Linked DNA regions of Sus scrofa: all the other regions are linked to region 3. Evidence: chromatin contacts called from public Hi-C data. All regions are on one chromosome and are shown on one strand. Each heading gives the region's core, a stretch centred on a gene start, on an enhancer-like site or on the middle of the called end of the contact. The rest is flanking DNA. Distances are from core to core; before and after follow the strand shown.

Evidence for each region. Hi-C and Micro-C count contacts between places; a contact is called where the count stands out from the background.
Region 1: a Hi-C map of liver shows a contact between it and region 3, with 4 times the contacts expected there. The contact joins the promoter of MRPS12 here to the promoter of PLEKHG2 in region 3. A contact is called at or near these places in 1 of 5 promoter capture datasets (liver), 1 of 47 Hi-C or Micro-C datasets (liver) and 1 of 2 datasets of contacts at active chromatin or transcription factors (alveolar macrophages).
Region 2: a Hi-C map of liver shows a contact between it and region 3, with 2.1 times the contacts expected there. The contact joins the promoter of NFKBIB here to the promoter of PLEKHG2 in region 3. A contact is called at or near these places in 2 of 47 Hi-C or Micro-C datasets (embryonic fibroblasts and liver) and 1 of 2 datasets of contacts at active chromatin or transcription factors (alveolar macrophages).

The regions. Positions count from the first base shown.
Region 1 is chr6:47,727,234-47,729,933 of Sscrofa11.1, forward strand. MRPS12 (a long non-coding RNA gene) reads left to right here and starts at 1,285. Exons shown (of 3, transcript XR_002344649.1): 1 at 1,285-1,372; 2 at 1,665-1,732. SARS2 (serine--tRNA ligase, mitochondrial) reads right to left here and starts at 1,161. Exons shown (of 17, transcript XM_021094351.1): 1 at 797-1,161. The coding sequence starts at 1,063.
Region 2 is chr6:47,702,213-47,704,912 of Sscrofa11.1, forward strand. It overlaps NFKBIB (NF-kappa-B inhibitor beta), which reads left to right and starts at 1,432. Exons shown (of 6, transcript XM_003355897.5): 1 at 1,432-1,707. The coding sequence starts at 1,529. SIRT2 (sirtuin 2) reads right to left here and starts at 1,130. Exons shown (of 17, transcript NM_001114271.1): 1 at 1,073-1,130; 2 at 181-227. The coding sequence starts at 1,088.
Region 3 is chr6:48,068,167-48,070,866 of Sscrofa11.1, forward strand. It overlaps PLEKHG2 (pleckstrin homology domain-containing family G member 2), which reads left to right and starts at 1,366. Exons shown (of 21, transcript XM_021094371.1): 1 at 1,366-2,215. TRNAI-UAU (a tRNA gene) reads right to left here and starts at 1,021; the gene lies at 929-1,021.

The sequences.
Region 1 (2,700 bases), core at 35-2,534, 340 kb before region 3:
TGCCTCCAGGGCAGCCAAAAAAAGTAACTTCTCTGAGCCTTAACTTCCTCACTGATAAAGTAGGGGAAATAGCTGTACCTACCTCACAGGATTGTTGTGAAACTTAAATGAGACTAATCTGTATAAAGCACTTAAAATAGGATGGCTGGGGAGGAGCTCCAAGAGATGGCTGGGAGGATTCCGAGTTCCCATCATCCTTAGCGCCCCAACAGGGTCTAGAAATATGGTGACACCGGTTCTAGTTCCCCAGCATGTAGTATTATATAGGTGCTAGCTTTGCGATTATTATCATTCGCTGTCTTATTCTCAACACCTGGAACTTAAGGTAGGCGCTCCCTAAATATCTTTCAAAGGATTAAATAACACTATTTAACTGCCTGATACTCGTGGGTAGGTGCAAACTCTACTTTTCAATCTCCAAAGGCAAGAGGCTCCCCTCACCTCTGATTCACATCTTTGTCCGGCATTTCCCTCTGTGGCCTTAGGGTAAGCCTGGTTCGACGTCGGAGCACATTGGCAGACAGTAGTAAGTTCTTAGTGCAGAGTGGGTACTCAACAAGCCATATGGAACAGGAGCATCATGGATATCTAGACTGTAGGGCCTTGGCACTCCACGGATAACTGGCACGTACGTGAGTGCCAAACACGTTTGCTAAACTTGGGAAGAAACTAAAATCCTGCGATAAGACCGCCCCCTCCTGGAGAATATCTGGCACGCCCACTTCGTCCCTAGAGCGAACAGCCAATAAGCAAAGCGGCCAGGCCTGGCAATGCCGGCCAGCGCAAGCGCACTCACGATCGCCGGCAGGTCGTCAGATCGCAGCTCCCCCTTGCGGAGATCCAAGGTGCGCGCCGCCTCTTCCGGGTATGCGCACAGCGGCTCCATGTCCAGCTGAGGGAGCGCGCTGTAGCCTTCACGTGCGTGCTCGTACAGGAGGTTCCTGTCTCGCCTCTCCGTAGCGAAGCTTCTCCTTGGGCTCTGGTTGCAGGCATAGCCTCCCCGGAGCCGCAGGCCCCGACTAGCCACCAGAGGCCACAAACGCCGCACCATGGACGCAGCCATCTTGGAAGGGGGACAAAAAGTCGCGCACTCTTCATCCCGCCCACTACGCGTTTAGACCAATTGTAAAGCAGCTCTTCTCCGGGACTAGCCAATCAAACTTTGGAAGGAGTGAGCCCCTCCCATGCCTCAAAAAACACTGTTCTGGGAGAACAGTTGGCCGAGATTGACATTATCGTTGCCCAATCGTCATCTGTTCCCCGCCCCTTCAGTGTACCGGGAAGGGCAGAGCCAGCCAATCCCTGCCGGGATAATTCCATTCAGTTAGAGGTCAGATTTGGCGTGTCGGCGGACCGGGCTAGTGTCGGAAAGGTAGACGGGATTCTCGGGTCCTCGAAACCTCCCCGGGTCTCCCCTCAGTTTCCCTTTTCCTCTTGTATGTGAGCAGGGGCGGTTGAATCCCCGAGAGGCTATTCAGAGCAAGACTAAATTTACGGAGGGACTTTCTCTGTTAGCGGCTTTAGGAGTTGTGGTTATACAGTCGGAGGAAATCCCTTAGATTTAAACGGAAGAGTCCGAGAGCGGGATGGGGAGATTTGGCCCTTCCCCGATCACGGACACTTTCCCCTCCTTCTCTATCTGAATCTCTCATCCCCTAAAACAGGGACCCTTCAGGCGGCGGGATGTCCTGGTCCGGCCTTCTCCGTGGCCTCGGCACGTCCCTAAACTGTGGTAAGTAGGGGACTAGGGCTGCAGAGCCGAGGCTAGGTGAGGGTTATCCCCCCTGGGACTTGCATCCTCTGCCGAGGGAATCAAGGTTTTAAATCAGGGAGGATACACGATGGCTTTTGGCGGAGCTGGTGTTGCAAGGGAAGGGGGTGGGAAGTAGTTGCATTGAGGGCTACTATGGGTCAGGGGGGTGTCAGGAGTTTGGGTCGGTTATTTTTTTCAGCAAATAATATTAAATATTTCCCTTGGGTGAGACGTCCAAGCAAAGTGTTGAAGTTGTTCATTCAACTGGTATTTTCCAAGAGCCTAGTACATGCCGGGCACTGAGAGGGAAGCTTTATTATGAACCTGTTTCTTCCACAAATACCAAATGTTTCTCACAGGTCATGCTCTTTGTGAGATATTCCACCTGCGTATTCACTCTTCAAACCTTTGTTAAGCTCCTTCTTTCTTTCCTTTTTTTTTTTTTTTTTTTTATGCCCAAATATGGAATTTTCCAGGCTAGGGGTTGAATCGAGCTGTAGCTGCCAGCCTACACCACAGCCACAGCAACATGGGATCTGAGCCACATCTGCGACCTACACCACAGCTCACTGCAACGCAAGATCCTTAACCCACTGAGTGAGGCCAGGGATCGAACCTGCATCCTCATGGATACTAATTGGGTTCGTTTCCACTGGGCCACAACAGGAACTCCCTGTTAAGCTCTTTTTTGACATTGACTAGGGATCACAGGGCTGAACAAGACAGATCTCTGCCCTGCTTGGGGAATCTGGGCTAGGTTGACGTGCGGATCACACAGTGCTTAGGAGGCAGGAGGAGCTCTAATGATGGTGCCTACCCTACAGATGAGCACACTGAGGCCCTGAGGTGAACAGTCGTGCTCGGCGGCGGTGGCACATCACTAAGGAGAGACTTCTAGGAATCCCCTTTGAGGATTCTGCTGTCACTTGAGGCATAAGGATACATGG
Region 2 (2,700 bases), core at 182-2,681, 370 kb before region 3:
CCTCTGACAGTCCCCAGAATCCACCATTCCCCGGGAGGCTGAACCAGGAGGTGGGGGGAGGGACTGGGGCAGGGAGCTCAGGGCCCTGGGGTTCCCATCTCCCCTCTGCCACCTCCCTCCCAGGATGGGGTGTGGGAAGTCCATCTCTCTCCTTCCCGCCACCCTTCCGCCCCATCTCACCTGAGCCTCTTGCACCTTCCCTGTCTGGGTCTCCACAGGGTCTGAGGCTGGGGGGAGGAGGGGGAGCAGACGTGGTTAAGGTGAAGGGAGTGGTTAAGGGGGAAGGAAGGGCTTCAAATTAGTGGGGCAGAGGGATCAAGAAAACTCACCAACCTGGTCATACCGGGTGGGGTGGGGGTGTAAAATGGAAGTGGAGGAGGGCGGCAATGGGGAAAAGCGGACCTTATCAGTGTGCAGACGGCTGGGAGGAGAGGTTAGCGAGGGACAAAGAGGCCGGGACAGGAAGGTTTAGGCGAGGGAAGAGAAAGTAAAGCACGCCCGGCATGGAGGAAGACTTAGGAGGAGTTAGGAAGGGTGTAGTAGTGTGAGAGTGTGTGTCATTAGGTTTACAAGCAGTGGGAAGCCATAGAAAGGAGAGAAGACATACTCTGCCTGTTGGCAGGTTTGGGAGAAGAGGTGCAGAGTGTGTGTGTGTGTGTGGTGTGTGTGTGTGTGTGTGTCGGGCAGGGTGGGGTTGGTTTCGGAGAAAAAGGAAGCAATAGGAGGGGACCCTGGCATCCTACAGTTGCTACTAACAACCAGGTACCCTTAGCAACCAGGACCGCGGCATCTTAAGTCCCTAGCAACGAGGGTCCTTGGCAACTAAGGTGCGAGAAACATGTGATCATTAGTAACTTGGGGGAAGTGGCAAACGGACCCTTAAAACCTAGCGACCCAGAAAGCCACCAATCTAGCAATATGGATCACTTGGCAACTGCCCCCGGAATCCCATTTTCCCCCCCATGCAACCCCCATCTCCTGCCCCACCAAGCCTGCCCTCGGGCCCCGGGGCCTACGACCCTCAGCTAGGCCCCGGTGCAGCCCTGCCCTCCCACCGGGGTCCCCGACTCACGATCCGGCTCGGCCATGGGCGCGGGGCGGGGGCCCTCGGGACTGTCACCGACTGCTCTGTCCCGTGACGGCACCGGAAACAGGAGGGGGCCGAGACAAGGCAGAGAACTACAACTCCCAGCAGCCATCGCGATCGCATATAATGCTCTGCACCGCGTACGGAGCGCGCCCCCACGCAAAGGCCGGACTACGAGTCCCAGAGGGCTCCACGTCCACAGCCATGCTGGTAAAGGACTCCGGGAAAGTGTGGGAAAAGGTAGAACGCCGTAGTCCACCTGAGTGCTCTGATTGGTCATCATGTGGCATGGGGGCGGGGCGTGTACTACTTAGCCCACCCTGATTGGATGAGTCAGGGGGGCGTGTTGGGGAATTCCCCGCAGGGCGGAAGCTCGAGAATTCCAGGCAGAGCCCAGCGACAGGCGGGCTGCCGCTGGGGGCCCCTGAGGCTTCGGGGGCCATGGCTGGGGTTGCGTGCTTGGGGAAAGCTGCGGACACCGATGAATGGTGCGACAGCGGCTTGGGCTCTCTGGGTCCGGACGCAGCGGCCCCCGGAGGACCAGGCCTAGGCGCGGAGCTGGGTCCGGGACTATCGTGGGCGCCCCTCGTCTTCGGCTACGTCACTGAGGATGGCGACACGTGAGTGAACCTTAGACTGACAAATCGGGCCCCAGGGTCCCACATCTCCAATCCTGACTTCCCAACCTTTCAATCCTAAATCTGTCTTTTGATGCTTGACTTCCTGACCCCAAGACTGGCCTCTGATAAAACCAACTTCTTATCTAATTTTGATCCTAACCCAATAATGTCTGGCCTTCCTTTCTTGAACTGATTCTCAGAGTTATGCGTTCATTGATCAGACCCACATTCAGTGATCGATTCCACATCCAAAACTCGATTTGACCTTCCTGACCCCAGTCCTTAGCCCTCTGTTAGAACTGTAGTTCAGACAGGCTCCTCCTGACCTTTATCCTCCAAATATGATCTTTGGTCCTCAGCGCCTAACTTACATGAGCCTTAGATTTTATTTCGAAATTAATACTTGGCTTTTGACTCCAGGATCCCACCTTCTGAACTCTGATCTTCAAAGCTTACATTCAAAGAGAAAATGGAAACTACATAACAGCAGGAATTCATCTATTAAACAAATAATCCAACACCTTCGACTTTCCAGGAACTGTTTTAGGTGTGGCCTAAAGGCAGGGAGGAAAGCCCAAAAAACATTTGTCTTGTGGAGCATACATTCTAGTGGGGGTATATAGACAGAAGGGCAGATAGACTGACAGGGAGGGAGGAAGGGTAGGAGGAAGAAAAAGGAAAGAAAAGGAGAGAGAAGGAAAGAGAAAAAAAGATACACAGACCTAAAGTAAGAAAGGGAGAGAAAGAAGAAAGGCAGGAAGAAACGAAGACAAAAATTAAAAAAAAAAAGAAAAATAGCATGTCAGACGTTAAGAAGTTCTTTGGAGAAAAATAAAGCAGGGAAGTGAGACAAGTAGATTATCTGGGGAGAACATTGCACATAGAGGGAAAAACAGTTGTAAAGGCCCAATTGAGGGAATGTACCTGGGGTTTTTGAGTATCGTGTTTACCGCTGTATCCCCAGTGACCCAGCAGCCCCTGACCCATAGGAGG
Region 3 (2,700 bases), core at 116-2,615:
TTTTGCTAGCTTCTACCGATACGTCTGACACGCTTCAGCCACTGGGCCTTTGCACAGGCTGTTCCTCTGCCTGGACTACTCCCCAGGTGTCCCAATAGCTCACTCCCCTCCTTCAGGTCTCTGCCCAAATGTGTCCTTAGTGAGATGGTCCCTGACTGCTATTGTTGCAACCCGCATCCTTCCTATGTTGCTCTACTTTTTCCATTACGTTTGTTGTTTATAACCACTTAACATATAAAATGGACTTAGATCTTTATAGCAATCTGCCTCCCCCACTAGAAAGTCAAATACTGGGGCAGAGACTTTGACTTTGTCTTGTTCACTGCTCTTATCACTCACACCTAAACTCTAAACAGAGACCAGACATACAAGGGTCACAAATTTCAGAATTTGTTAAAGTAAAAATAATAAATCGATTCGAAATGAGGAGGGACAGAGAAAACTCCAAGATACACATATACAAAATAGTACCTATGTGAGGTAATTGATGTTAACGGTTCTGGTAATTATTTCATACTTTATACACTATCTCAGGTTGTTATTTTGTACACCTTGGACTAATACAATGATATGCGGCGATTATATCTCGACAAAACTGGAGGGAAGAAATTCAAGACAGAGACAGATGGAGGAGAGAGTGTCACATACAGAGTTTGCAGAGGACACAAAAGTCTGGCATGTGCAGAAGTCTTGAACTGAGATTTGCAGACCCAGGCATCTAAGAGGCGATGCCACCCCCTGGTGACGATGAAGAGAACGGCACCTCCCACAATACAAAACACTCCCTTAGCGACCATCGTCAGAGTCCCAGGAGTCTTTCCAGTTTGAAAATTGCAAAGATCGAAACGTTCATTCCTCTAAGTGATGTAGGTGTTCGGCTCGATCAATAAGACATATAAATCTCTAAAATACTGATATGAAGAAAAGTTGCTCCAGGTGAGGATCGAACTCACAACCTCGGCATTGCTCCGCTTGCACTGCTATATAAGTACCGCGCGCTAACCGATTGCGCCACTGGAGCTTCGGCCGCACCCTCGCGTCCCGGGGTCCTTCAGTCGTTCTTGACCACGTGACCTCACTGGCTAGCTCCGCCTCATCTTTGCATATACAAATAGGAACCTTTGGGTTGGCCAATAGGAGAAAGCGCGTTACCAGTTCCGGATTCTCACGCCTCAAAGGCTCTTGCTGTAAAAGGGAAAAGTCTGAAAGGCGTTTGGAATGTGGGGGTGTAGCCTGCCTGGGACTCGCCTTCTTATGAATATTCAGAGCCTGGGGAGGAAGGGTCTTAACCCTTAGCTGGCTGGCCAGCCGGAAGGCGGCCCCTCCCCCTGCGGGCGGGAACAGGATATGAGCCCGGGCGGCTGGGGGGAGGGGAGGCCTCGGGCGACCGCCCCCTGCCCCACAGCTGAGACCGGACTATCCAGCCCTAGATGTGGCGCCGCCACCGTCCGAGACCCGTGCCACCCATCCTGGAGCCTGAGGGGTCCAGAGTCGCAGACTCCAACAGCCCGAAACTCTGCACCGCATCCCGAGAGACCCCCGAAGCCCAGGCCCCACCCAGCGTCCAAGCTTGAGGACCCCAGACATCCAGGTGCCCAGCGCCCCCTCCTGGAGAAGCCAGGAGTCCCCTTCAGCCCCGCGCGACCCTGTAGGCCCAGCTTCCTGCACTCAGTTTCGAAGAACTTAGGATCCCAGACCGGAGTTTCCCTCTAGAGTTTCCCAGAAAGCTAAGTCCAAGACTCCCCGGGTTGGAGGAACTTGGGATACGGACTCCTAGTGTCCTACCCAGCCTGTTTAGAGCTGAAGCGCCCACTACTTCAAGGGAAAGGGACCCTGGAATTTGGGGTTCCCTGCACTCCTGCCTAGAGATGGTTTAATTCCTGCTCTTAGAGTTAGGGGAACTCAGGAATACGGACTCCCCCCCAACCCACGAACCCATCTAGAAGGCTCAGGAATTTGGGTTCCCAGCACTACAATTTGAGATTCAAGAGTCGAGGCTCCCAGCATCTTCTGCTTAGAGGACCAAAGAAATTCGGACCACTACACCCCATTTTCGGAGAGATCCCGGAGTTTGTTCTCGGAACCTGAGAGCACGAAGTTCACACCTCGGACTTGCTGAGACGCGGGAGCCCCGGTTCTGCTCCTCCTCGGAGACCGTGCGAGGGTCGAATAGCAACCGGGCTGCCTTGCTCTGGGGCTGGAGACTCCCCGGGAGGTGAGGGGGAAGGCGAGGGGCCCCGACGGGCTGGGGGAGGGGGCGGCGCCGCTGCCGCTGAACAATGAGGGGGCGTGCCGGCGGGGGGCGAGCGGAGGCGCCAGCGGGAGTTGGGGGCTAGAGGGGTGTAGGGAGGCGCTGCGGGGGAGCTGCGGCGGTGGAGACAGTGAGCGGATCGCGCAGGGACCGGCCAGAGGGGGTCGAGGACTCGGGGCCAACCGCCCCAACTCGCAGCCCGCCCCAACTCGCAGCCCTCGGCGGGGGAGGGAGCCGTCTGCAGGACCCTGGCATCCGGTTCCCCAGCCTGCTCCGCCCTCCCCTGGGACCCCGCGGCCTCCCGCCCACGGCTTTTTCCCAGCCCTGCCCCTCGCCCTCGGCTGAAGCCGGAGCCCTAACGTTCCCAGGATCCTTGAGCCCCTGGCCCCAGACACACCAGACTCATAGCTTGGGCGACTCGTTAGGTCTTCTTTGTCTCACCCTTTCCA